Regions from separate parts of the Mus musculus genome. Here regions 1, 2 and 4 are each linked to region 3. Evidence: chromatin contacts called from public HiChIP or PLAC-seq and promoter capture Hi-C data. All regions are on one chromosome and are shown on one strand. The core of a region is the stretch at or near the end of the contact, and the rest is flanking DNA. Distances in the headings are between cores, read along the strand shown.

Region 1 (2,895 bases), core at 367-2,866, 890 kb before region 3:
TCCTTGAACACAGACTTGACCACACCCCTCCTTGCTCAGTAAACCTTCCCCTAAGGACAGGGAGCCTCCATGTGGATGGTTTAGTCTCTGCCAAAATGCTTACATGAGACCTTGTTCCATCCCTAGTGTGCGCACACACACCCTTGGGCCGTCTTTAGAAGCCCTTAGAGATTTATCACAGCCTTATATAAGACAACCCTAGCCCAACGCCCAGTGCTCGTGTTCTGAAGCCTCAGTGTGCAGTCTCTGTGCACGTCAGCTCCTAAAGTTTGACTGCAGGGTTAGCTGAGCTCAGGGATGCCCTGCACGCCACGCCTGCGCCGCCTGCTGCACAGCACTGCACTCGCTGCCTGGGTCCCCTCACTTGAATTACCTACGTCTCAAAATCACTCTTGTCCTTGTTTTAATCACTTTCCTAACTTCCATGACAACACTCACTGTCGGAATCCAGCAATATTCAAGTAACATGAAGCCTTGGGACATTTCTCCACACCAACCAAGATCCCAGTTTCCCTCATGTTCTCCCAACACCCGCCTGCCCCTCAGGAAGGGTCTTCTGTCCCTCAGGAAGGGTCTTCTGTCCCTCAGGAAGGGTCTTCTGTCCCTCAGGAAGGGTCTTCTGTCCCTCAGGAAGGGTCTTCTGTCCCTCAGGAAGGGTCTTCTGTCCCTCAGGAAGGGTCTTCTGCCGGGTTACGGCAGCACTGAGGCTCAGCGTGGGTCAGGAGACACCAACACTGCCGCTTGTTTTGGGGGTCACTGGCCTCTAGAAACTAAAAAGGACCTTAACCTTTGTCTCCGAGGGTTATCGTTCTAAAGCAAACTGTGGCTCAACACCGCCTCAGCCCCAACAGCCACACTGCTTCCGCGGCCCCCGAGCGGCCCCCACACACTCAGCTCAAGACAAGCTCTGCTTTCAAGACCTGACAGTGCGGCTCTCAGAGCAGGCTCTGCAGTCCTCCCATGCTATATAGACTCCAGTCCATCTTCTTCCAGTGCACAGAGACCAAGAAATAACCCCAGGATGGACAGACAGGATCTGATAGTCCTGCCTCCAGACCAGGTGCTACTCCTGAAATCTACTTTGGAGTCACTGAGCATCCACCATGAAGTGCTGGTTGTGACCCTATGCTAGTGAGACAGAGGAGCACAAGTGCCGGCCCCCAGGGATTATCAATCCCATCACGGGCATAGCACAAAGCACAGTGAATAGTGTACGATTCCTCACTCCTGACTTCTAATAACAAACCCCTAAGACGTTAAGACAACCTTTGACTAACTGCCCCTTTCCTCTTGAGGGGAGCTGGGGCAGGCAAGGTGCCCATCTGCTTCCCTGAAGAGCTGCATCTTTTACTATAAAAGCAAAAAAATCTCTGTGGGTACAGAAAGGGTCTTTCTGCGAGTCTACACAACTCCGCACCATCTGCCTTCACACTGGCTTACAGAGACTCTGATGCTTGGGAAAGTTCCCTTAAACTGAGAAGCAACACTGCCACAAAGCTGCTCACCATGCACTAGCGCTAAACGTGTTTAGTACATCCCAGGCAAGCAAGCACGACTGAGTCTGCCTCTGACTGAGCACAGAGGATCCCTAGGACAAACTAGAGGCATGTGGAGCTGATGCCCCCTGCTGGTGCAGAGGTGAAAGCGGTCTTACCTGCATGAGCTCTGCACGCACAGGCTGAATGTGGTCATAGAGGAAATCCGGCTGCAGGTTGTCCACACACAACTCCAAGGTCCTCAGGCCTTGGCTGACCAATGTCTGAGACCCATTGAGGGCAGACACCAAGGGATCCATCAACATGGGCAGATAGGGCAGGAGAGAGCTCAGCCGGACTGGCACGGTGAGACACAGCTCTACAAAGAGGTCCTTCATGTGCTGCTTATGCAGGCCGCTCTGCAGCATGTTCAGTCCTGGGAAAGGGGTGGGGGCACTTTAGCTCCCTGATGCAGGCAACGTCAGCTGTGCCCACGGTTAGACCTATTGACTGCAGTCACGGTCCCTTCCACAGTGACAACAAAGGCTGGGGGAGTTCCTATAGGTTACCCTATGCTTGTGTAAGCAGCATGCACTTTTGGTGATGTGGAGGAAACCCGCCTGAGCACATCTAAGTAAGACCAGGAGAAGGACTGGACATGAGGCTAAGCAGGGGCAAGGGCCACCCAGTACACTGGGAAATTTACTTTGCACTCACACCATCTGTATGGAGGGAGCACTGCAGTAAACACAGACAAGACCTCTACATGGAAAGTCCAACATGGTTTGATGACAGAAACTAATACATTTATTTTCCTCTGGGAGTGGGGGTGGAGGGGGTAGTGGTGGATGGTGGGGGGAGGGCGGTCCCAGCACCCACCCCTTCCCATCAGCTTTGCCAGGCAGAAAGGATGAGCCCAGCAGTCAGACAGACAGATGGATGCACGAGCCACTGCTCTTACCTTGGAGGAGATTTGGAAGGAGAGGCAGAAACTCCTGATACAGGAGGTCATGGCTGCCACCTCCTATAGAGCGGAAGAGAGCACGGAGCAGAAGGAAGTAGTTGTAAGGCTCCTTGGCGGTTTGCGCCAACTCCATGGAGCTGTTCACGATCTTGTGCAGGTGAGGCTGGGCAGAGGGAAGGCAGTCAGGTCAGGGAGTGCCTGGGAGTCTAGGGCTCATACACCTCACCCCTGCACTCAAGCAGCATGAAGCTGATATTTCATCAAAGCAAACTAAAGAACGTAGTGGCCAGAACGTAGAGAGGTCTCTGCCATATCTATGAAACATAACATATCTATGCAATATCTATGAAAGACGTTCTTAGTATGTTCCCAGGTTACTATGCAGTTACCTGAGGGTGGATTTTCTTTTCTTTTTTCTTTTAAAGATTTATTTATTTATTTATTATTATACTTAAG
Region 2 (2,700 bases), core at 66-2,565, 670 kb after region 3:
AGATATGCACTCAACCAATGCTTACTACTGTCCACTACTGTTTTGTCTGGTTCTTTTATCTCTTTCTGTTTTATCTATTTTCCCCTTTAAAGTCTGATCTCTCCTTTGCCTCTTCGAGTGTAGTAAACCAAACTAGACAACGGAAACAAAGCCAGACTTACTAAGGATGTATTCATCTTCCGCTGCAGTAGGAAAAGTCTGTAGAAGGACTAATGCAGCCGGGTCTGGGGAAGGAAAAACAACGTCATTATGAGTGGGCGTGGAAAGAGGGGAATCCTGCACACAAACCTCCTGGAACATTCCCAGAAGAAAACCGGAGGGATGGTGGTCTCACTGGCTGTCAGAAAGGACTGGAGAATTGCAACTGTGCGTTGGGACTTGGGGGGAATGAATGAGTGCAGCTGACGAGGTGAATTAACAAGAAATGAACAAGAAATGCTAGTTAAATAACTGCCATTTACTAAGGGATACAAAAGAATACTCACAAGCTGCTCTGAAAACAAAAGTTAACCTGGTGGGAACTGTATTTATATACAATTACGTGATACTGTGACCACGACTTTAATATGACAAAAGGAACGCCGTCGGCCCGGGACTTAGCACTCCCACTAACAAACCCTCTGCGTGACCTCGGTTATGTCACCACTATCGCAGACCCACAGTCTTCCCCTATGAACAGACGCAAACACAAACTTTTCCTGAACTAGACCACAGGATGCTGCAGGGAGAGGATCGGGAAAACTAACAGGCACAGCAAGGGTGCCGATGGCGCCCAGTAACATCATGAGACTTAGAAGCCCTGGGAGGCAGGGATGTCAAGTGAGGTAGGAGTTTGGACAGCGCCTCTACAGCTCAGGTCACTGAACTGACCGCTCCTATGCCCACACGCCTCATCCTCGGGCCATCTAGACAGCCCAAAGCCATCAACACGACCACTGCTACCGTCCCGGATCCCGCACGCTGAGGACAGGAGGGGGCCGAGGCATCGCGCAGGCGCTGATCGCTCAGGCCTCGGCAAGCGGTCTCAGGCCCCCCTGCAAGCCATCAGACGGACCCAGCCTCCCTCTCACGGCCGCGATCTGCACCCTCAGGCCTCACCTAGGAGGCCGCGCCGGGCCCGGGTCTCGCTGCCCCCGTCAGCCCGGCCCTCGGCCTCCCCGGCCTGCAAAGCTGCGTTCGCCTGCTGCCGACCCGGACGCACCGGCCTCGGCCCGCAGGCTCGCGACTCCAGCTCGCGCAAGTCAAAGCTGCGAGCGTAGAGACACAGACCGCAGGAAGCCAGGCCAGCGCAGCGGACGTGCGCTTGCGCGAGCATGCACACAAACAGAAGTGCGCACGCGCAGCATGCGTGCCACTGGGCTGGTCCCTGTGGTCTTCCTTTCATCTTTGGGGAGGGGCCGCCCAGAACTCTTAGGCTTCCAGGGATCGTCGCACAAGTCTCCTCCTCGTTTCAGCAGCTTGTGGGTACCGAGCTGAGAGCAACAGTAACCTTCGTGATTTTCCTCACTTTGAACCTCCAGGAATGGCTTGAGGGGTTATATCCATTTACCCAGACCTCTCCCAGCTTGGTGCTTTTAGATAAAAGGCAGATTCTAACAGATGAAAGAGAGAGGAAAAAAAATGTGTCACGCTCTGTTTAACTGAAGTGCTAGAAGTTTCCATCAAACATTTAAGTATAAGAAGTGTCTACCACCTCTTTTAAAAGAAAGAAGACAAAAACAGTGGCTTTGCCAGATCATACAACAAATGCATAAAAGTTCTAAAAGCACCAGAAGGCACACATAGAAAGGGAGAAAAAACGTGTTTGTCAAATGACTTCTCCAACTTGATGTTTGCAGTCCGGCAACAATGCTCAAACGTGGAACCCTATGGTCAGTCAATTCCTCTCAGATTTCACCGGCCCTCCTGAATAATGCAAAAGTGCTCTTGTCCTATCTGCTTCCAAAGTTGATGGAGACACAACAGAAGCTGCAGATGCAAAAAAGGAAGGAAGAGAAAACACAAATGATGGGTTTCTATATCACACATCTAATGCACAGAAACTAAAAAGAGAACCAGAAAGAACTCACAGAAAGAAGGAAAATAGCTCTCTGTTAATTGACCTCTGAAAGGTGACATTTGGGGCCGGGCGACAATGACAGTTTTCAGAGATGGTACAATACAATGAACATTCCATCGACTTCTTACAGAACTAATGCAGCAGTGGTCTTGGTCTAATTCTTCATAAAGACGTTGGCATCAAAACTAATAACAAAGTCTACCAAAACAGAAAGTTCTCTGCACCAATGCAGAGAGTAACGTTTTCTTCCCAGAAGCACCAAGCACCTTGGAGCGCCAACCCTAGGTAATAAACTGCTGAGCAACCAGCAGGAGACAGAAGCATCACGAATCCCTCTCAGATGCTGCAGGGCACACATGGTCTCAGGAGAAAGGGTGAGCCCTCCTCCTCGGAAGGCCTGCACTGCCATGGGGCACCTTCTCCCAGGTTCTCACCTCACCTGGTAACTGAGGTGCCCACCTGAGCTGGCTCCTATCTCTTAAACCAAAAGCTTCCCTTCCCCATGGCAAGCAGGGGTTACGTCTCTGAATGAGGGGCCTGGGCTAAACTCCCCAGGTGACAGGGAGATAGGAACACTCTTTTCTCCAGGTTTACATTGCACAGATGGGACTCAGGCCTTTCAGAAAAGGAATTCCTTGCTT
Region 3 (2,700 bases), core at 84-2,583:
TGGCTGGCCTAGGGTAATCGCCTTTTTGTCTCCAGTTTACCCTGATTGCTACCACCAGTTTTGTTCACTCTGACACAGGTTCCAAGGTAGCCCAGAGCGCCCTCAAACTCCCTATGTCGTTAAAGGTAACTATGAACTCCTGCTGAGCCTGTTCCTGCTCGGATTATAGGTGTGGCTTGATTCCCACCAATTTCTTTTTACAATTACAAATCCAGTCGAAAAAAATCTTTAGGTTTAAATTTTTAGTGGTGCTCATTGCCTATCATATGAAGTTTGAAGTCTAGCAACGACAAGGTCCCAATCTACTATCACTAATTCCCCTACGGTTTAGTCACCATAAAAATAGTTTCCCGGCTATGAAATGCCCCATAAAAGTATAACAGAACATAGGTGCATCCTTGCAGTAACAATTTTAGGGTATTTTCCATATGGTCTGACATATAGTAGACTTCCAAAAACCCTGGTGAAATAAACCAACCAACCTCTTTTCTCTTCAATCTACCTTGCACAGAACCTCGCTGGTTATCACAGCACTCGGGTGTTTGAAGTAGGAGGATCCCGAGTTCAAAGCACTACCTCAAAAAACCAAAACAAACACTTGCACTCGTTCTAACTGCAAAGGATCTCTGGGGAAATCACAAGGTTAAAATACAGACAGCAAATTTGCATTTACAAATCTGTCACCGAATGTAACTGTGCTGGCCTTCGAAGATGTGCTTCACTGCTATGATGCCGCCTGTGAACACTACACCAAACGCACAGAAGCACCTCAATATAATAAAAGTTAAAAACCCTATTGACTGCAAGATCAGCGTGAGCCTTTAAGCCTCCCTCCCCAAGTCTTCAAGAATAAAGACTCAATAAATAAACAAACAGCGGAAACGAATTTTGTCTACGGCGACTGATTTTCGTGCTGGGTTTCAAGTGCACGGCCTGTGGCGGGAGGATGCCGAGGAAATAGCTTCCTCACAGAGGACCCGGTCCAGTCCGCGAGCTTGCCCGCCTCGCGCCTCAGCCACTTCCGGTCCTTTCAAGAGACCGGGATACCGGGAACTCTATAGAATGCGCCCGGAGACCACAAGTCCAGCTCACCTCACGCCTTCGGTTTGCTCCATGGATGCAGGACTCCTCCAGTCACAGTCACCGCGGGAGAGTTGGCGCTGCCGCTCTCGGGAAAAGACGCGTCTCCTGGAACACCCATTGGTTGCTTTTGACATATGATCCGCCCCTTCCGGGCGGGCTAGCGAAGGCATGCCAAGACCTCTTTACCGGTGATTGGCCAACTCAAAGGTCAAGTTGGTGACGTTAGACCAGCCCGGCCAATGAAAGCTCGGGGACTTCATTTTCCGGAACGCCAGCAGCAGAGTCAGAAAGAAGGCGGCTGCTGTCTGAGGTGGCCTTGGGTGGCTTCTGAGCGTTCCTGTCCCTCGCCCGCTACCTTCCTTGGGTTCCCACCATGCCGATGTACCAGGTAAAGCCCTATCATGGAGGCAGCGCACCTCTGCATGTAGAGCTTCCAACCTGCATGTACCGGCTCCCCAACGTGCACAGCAAGACCACCAGCCCCGCCACCGACGCGGGCCACGTGCAGGTAGGAGCGTGCGGCCCCTGCCTGGTGCGCAGGCGCCGTTCGTGCCGCGCCGCACCCTGCCCTATCCCTCGTCCAGTCTAGCGCGCCGGCGCTGTGTCTGCCTAGGGTCCCGGTCCCTTCTGCGGCCGGGTCCGACAAAATCCTCCTAGATGAGTGCTGCTGTGGGTTCCTGTCACGATCTCCAGGCGCACAGAAAAGTGAACAACACGAAAAATGCTCATTCGGAGGAATTTTCAGAGCGATCCCAGGGTTACCATAACCCAGGTTGACGGGTTTAGTGCCCCATCCTTCCCAGTTTAACTTTTCCACAAGAGGTCCCGACTTTTACTGTAGTTATGTGTTGTTTTTTTCGCGGTTAGGTTGTGGAGGCTATCTTTAAGCTATATAATCTTGATGGTCTGGAAACATAGTATGTGTTCTGTTGTCTGGCATACTGTACAAGATTTTGTTATAACGATAGTGAGTGATCTTGTTCCTGGCCACACCCCGCTTATTTATCTGCCCGGTCCTCACTCATGGGCGCTGGAATTTATAGACTAGCTAACATAAATAGCCTGTATAGGAATGGAATTCCTGGCCCAGTGGGCAGGTTTGCCTTCCACTTTTTAAGTTCTTTTTCAAAGCGGTTATACAGGTTTAAGCTGTTACCAGCAGGATAATGGAGACATCCTAATGTAGTTTTAATTTGGATGTCTCCAGTTTCTAAGTAAGTTGAGGTCCTTTTTCGTGTTTCCTGGCCATGGGAGTGTGGGGCAGAAACAGTGCCTTTGTAGCCCAGGCTGTCCTGGGATTCTTACAGCCAAAGATAATCTTGAGCCCTTTCTCCACCAGTGGAGAAAGAGCTTCCAAGTGCTGGGGTTAGAAGTGTGTGCCTGCCTAACTCAGAACAATTATCTTACCATGCTTATCACTATTGTTTGATCTCATTTTCTTTCTTTCTTTTTTTTTTTTATTTTGGTTTTTCGAGACAGGGTTTCTCTGTGTAGCCCTGGCTGTCCTGGAACTCACTCTGTAGACCAGGCTGGCCTCAAACTCAGAAATTCACCTGCCTCTGCCTCCCACCATCTCGTTTTCTAAAGACTAAAATTTGTTAGGTCTCAAATGGCTAA
Region 4 (2,779 bases), core at 57-2,556, 550 kb after region 3:
AGAATTGAGGAGTTTCCCTTCTGTGGAGAACAAGTTTAGGAGTTCAAATATCTTTGTCAAGAAGTAGAAGCCAGTCAGGTGTGGTGGCGCACGCCTTTAATCCCAGCACTCGGGAGGCAGAGGCAGGCGGATTTCTGAGTTCGAGGCCAGCCTGGTCTACAAAGTGCGTTCCAGGACAGCCAGGGCTACACAGAGAAACCCTGTTTATGGTTGAACCTGTTTATATCTATCTATGGACCTGTCTATCATCTGACTATCTGCCTGCTATCTACCTACTTACCTGTCTAGCTATCATCTCTCAAACATCTATTAATTTATATATCATCTGTTTACCATCAATCAGTGAATCCATCACCTATGAATCATCTGTTTTGGAGGCAGGATCTCACTATGTAGCCCATGCTGGCTAGAAACTTGCTTTGTAAATCTTCCTTAAGAATTTTGCTTACCGAGCACTCAGGGGTGCCGGTGGGGGTGGGGGTACAGTGGCAGGCAGATCTCTGAGTTTGAGGTCAGCCTGGTCTACAGAGTGAGTTCCAGGACAGCCAGGGCTACACAGAGAAACCCTGTCTCGAAAAACCAAAACCAACCAACCAAACAGCAAAACAATCAGACAAACAAACAACGAAAACTTTTCTCAGCGGCGGCACAGGGTTGTGCCCAGCCCCTTCCTCCCCTGGGCGCCTTACCTGGCAGCTGAACTCCTGGGCCTTGCGCCTGCGCTCTCTGTGCACAGCATCTGGTCTGGGACCACCAGCCAAACGCAGCAGTTCGCGGCTCAGCGGGAGGCTGCGGCCAAATCGCCGGGTTAGCCAGGCTGCTGTCAAGGCTGTGGGGCCACCCTCGGGGCCTGGGAGCACACCGAGGCTGGGTGGCACTCGAGGGCAGCGCCGTGCCAAGCGCACGATGCGCTCTCGGCTCAGGCCACCCACAGCCAGCCCCTCCACTTCCAGGATCTGATCCCCCGGCCGCAACCCCCCAGCGTGCGCGCTGCTTCCTTCAGCCACCTCTATCACGAAGCAGGGGCCAGAGCCGCCCAGCTGGAAGCCGAAGTCCTCGGGCCAGCCTTGATTGGTGGCTGGCATTGCTGCCGTGGCGGTTCTGCTGGAGAGAGAAGAGAGGGACAGAAGCTGGTACGGCTCTGTCTGTGGAGGCCTTCCTAGGCCTGAGTCCCTCTGCAGGTTTGCTGGACACAGACAGGTGTCATATCCCACTGAAGCATCATATGGTGGAGACACACGTGAGGCTTTTAGGAAGAGGGCAGAGGTCAGCTGGGATACTACCTCAGTGGTTCAGGGTCTATACTAAGACGGGGGGTGGGGGGGGGGGTTGGGGGGGAGGAGGGTGGGCGTAGTCTCGGATGACACCACCAATCCGGACTGTATAAAGAAAAATTCTCCCCTTTTGTTATGAAAAACTCAAATGGTATTCATTTGAAGTCTTAATTTGGGTTTCTTGTTTTGTTTTGTTTTGTTTTGGGGTGCGGCTTGCTGAAAGCAGGGTCTACCTCTGAGCCAACGTCCCATCTCCTCGTTGGGGGATGGTAAGCATGAGATCTGCCTCTTGAGTTTTATCTCCAGCCCTCTTTCTTTCTGTTTCAAGGCAGAGGCTCATTAAGTTGCCCAGGCTGACCTAGAACTAACTCAATAATCTAGGCGAGCCGTGGACTTGTGATTCTCCTGCTTCTCAAGTAGCTACAATTACCCGCCTGCACCGCCAGGCCGGGTTCCCTTTGTGCTCTTTGGTGAATGAGGTCACACCTCGGGCCAGAGCCTGCTTTATCATCTGGTTTCTATGAAACATCGGTTTTCCAAGGTTCCCTCTTCTTAACTCTTTTCCATCTGCTCAAATCTCTCTCAATTCCAAATGAACCATATGCTTTAGAAACCTTAGCGCTGGAGGTGGGAGGGGCGGCCCCAACAGAAGGGGCGGTCCCAGTGACCAACCACAGGAGGCTTTGTGAATCTTCCCAGGGCCAGGCTAGGCTGATGGGGCCACTTCTCATCCTAGCTACTAGTCAGGCTGAAGCAACAGGATCTCCAGTTCAAAGCCAGCCTTGGTAACTTAGAGTATGCCTCAAAATAAAAATATTCTCACTCGTGGCAAACATACACAAAACATACATAAAAAATAAAAATTAAAAAAATACATAAAATGTTTAAATTTTAAATGTCTTGCTAAGTCTCCCAGGCTGGTTTTTTGTTTGTTTGTTTTGTGATTTGTTTGTTTGCTTACTTTGAGAAATGGTCTTGGTTCTCTTCTGTATATAAAGCAACCTGGCCTTGAACTCGCAGCAATCTTCCTGCCTCTGCCTCTAGAGCGCTGAGCTTACAGGTGTCAGGCACTACAACAGGCTCTGCCAGGCTGCTCCTGAACTAACTGTGTAGCCCCGCAGGCCTCAAGCTTTTGTTCCTTCCGTGGCCACTGACTTGAGGGTTTCCCTTTGAACCAAATCCCTTCTGCTAGTGGGGGATGGTGTGACTGATGGGCTGCGGTGGGAGGTGGGGGTAGGGGAGGGGGAGGGGGAGGGATTCTGGCTCTAGCTGGGCTCAGGGGAGGAGACCTGATAGAGTAGTCACTGTCAGGGACTCACTCTTCAGGGAAGCAGCCCTCCCAAGGAGATCCAAGGAGTCACTGCTTAGAACCTGGAGTGTTAGCAAGGGAGAAGGCTAGAGCTTTGGTGAATTAAGAGGAAATGTCGTCTAGGTGATGGGAAGTGAGATGGCTTGTGTCACTTGTCACCAATGAATTCTTGCCACCTGCAGAATTCTTCACAACA

The links. Promoter capture Hi-C pulls out the DNA fragments that hold promoters and counts their contacts. HiChIP or PLAC-seq counts read pairs in DNA pulled down with a chosen protein or histone mark.
Region 1: a promoter capture Hi-C map of liver shows a contact between it and region 3, with 3 times the contacts expected there. The contact joins the enhancer-like site here to the promoter of Aimp2 in region 3. A contact is called at or near these places in 7 of 39 promoter capture datasets (the C10 cell line, the HPC-7 cell line, hippocampal neurons and 3 more), 1 of 484 Hi-C or Micro-C datasets (cortical neurons) and 2 of 115 datasets of contacts at active chromatin or transcription factors (bone marrow-derived macrophages and embryonic forebrain).
Region 2: a contact with region 3 is called in an H3K4me3 HiChIP or PLAC-seq map of bone marrow-derived macrophages, with 2.7 times the contacts expected there. The contact joins the promoter of Zfp12 here to the promoter of Aimp2 in region 3. A contact is called at or near these places in 1 of 39 promoter capture datasets (liver), 2 of 115 datasets of contacts at active chromatin or transcription factors (bone marrow-derived macrophages and pancreatic cancer cells) and 1 of 9 other capture datasets (adipose tissue).
Region 4: a contact with region 3 is called in an H3K27ac HiChIP or PLAC-seq map of embryonic stem cells, with 5 times the contacts expected there. The contact joins the promoter of Grid2ip here to the promoter of Aimp2 in region 3. A contact is called at or near these places in 20 of 39 promoter capture datasets (the 3T3-L1 cell line, 3T3-L1-derived adipocytes, the C10 cell line and 12 more), 1 of 15 datasets of contacts at CTCF or cohesin (the NIH/3T3 cell line), 6 of 115 datasets of contacts at active chromatin or transcription factors (bone marrow-derived macrophages, double positive thymocytes, embryonic stem cells and 2 more) and 1 of 9 other capture datasets (adipose tissue).

Annotation. Positions count from the first base shown.
Region 1 is chr5:144,793,617-144,796,511 of GRCm38.p6, reverse strand. Trrap (transformation/transcription domain-associated protein) reads right to left here. Exons shown (of 71, transcript NM_001081362.2): 19 at 2,437-2,602; 20 at 1,655-1,911. Among named protein-coding and RNA genes, the nearest start is that of Gm23995, 21 kb to the right of the region's middle. Within about 2 kb of position 1,616, at least 8 of the 459 cell types and tissues checked have an H3K27ac peak or open chromatin away from gene starts, as enhancers often do.
Region 2 is chr5:143,233,778-143,236,477 of GRCm38.p6, reverse strand. It overlaps Zfp12 (zinc finger protein 12), which reads right to left and starts at 1,315. Exons shown (of 5, transcript NM_001289589.1): 1 at 1,099-1,315; 2 at 162-224. The coding sequence starts at 176. It overlaps 4930448H16Rik (RIKEN cDNA 4930448H16 gene), which reads right to left. Exons shown (of 5, transcript NR_040700.1): 5 at 1,730-1,968. It overlaps Gm38735 (a long non-coding RNA gene), which reads left to right and starts at 1,948. Exons shown (of 3, transcript XR_868668.3): 1 at 1,948-2,344.
Region 3 is chr5:143,908,472-143,911,171 of GRCm38.p6, reverse strand. Aimp2 (aminoacyl tRNA synthetase complex-interacting multifunctional protein 2) reads left to right here and starts at 1,333. Exons shown (of 4, transcript NM_001172146.1): 1 at 1,333-1,591. The coding sequence starts at 1,457. It overlaps Pms2 (PMS1 homolog2, mismatch repair system component), which reads right to left and starts at 1,171. Exons shown (of 15, transcript NM_008886.2): 1 at 1,093-1,171. The coding sequence starts at 1,115.
Region 4 is chr5:143,355,857-143,358,635 of GRCm38.p6, reverse strand. It overlaps Grid2ip (glutamate receptor, ionotropic, delta 2 (Grid2) interacting protein 1), which reads right to left and starts at 1,306. Exons shown (of 22, transcript NM_001159321.2): 1 at 690-1,306. The coding sequence starts at 1,085.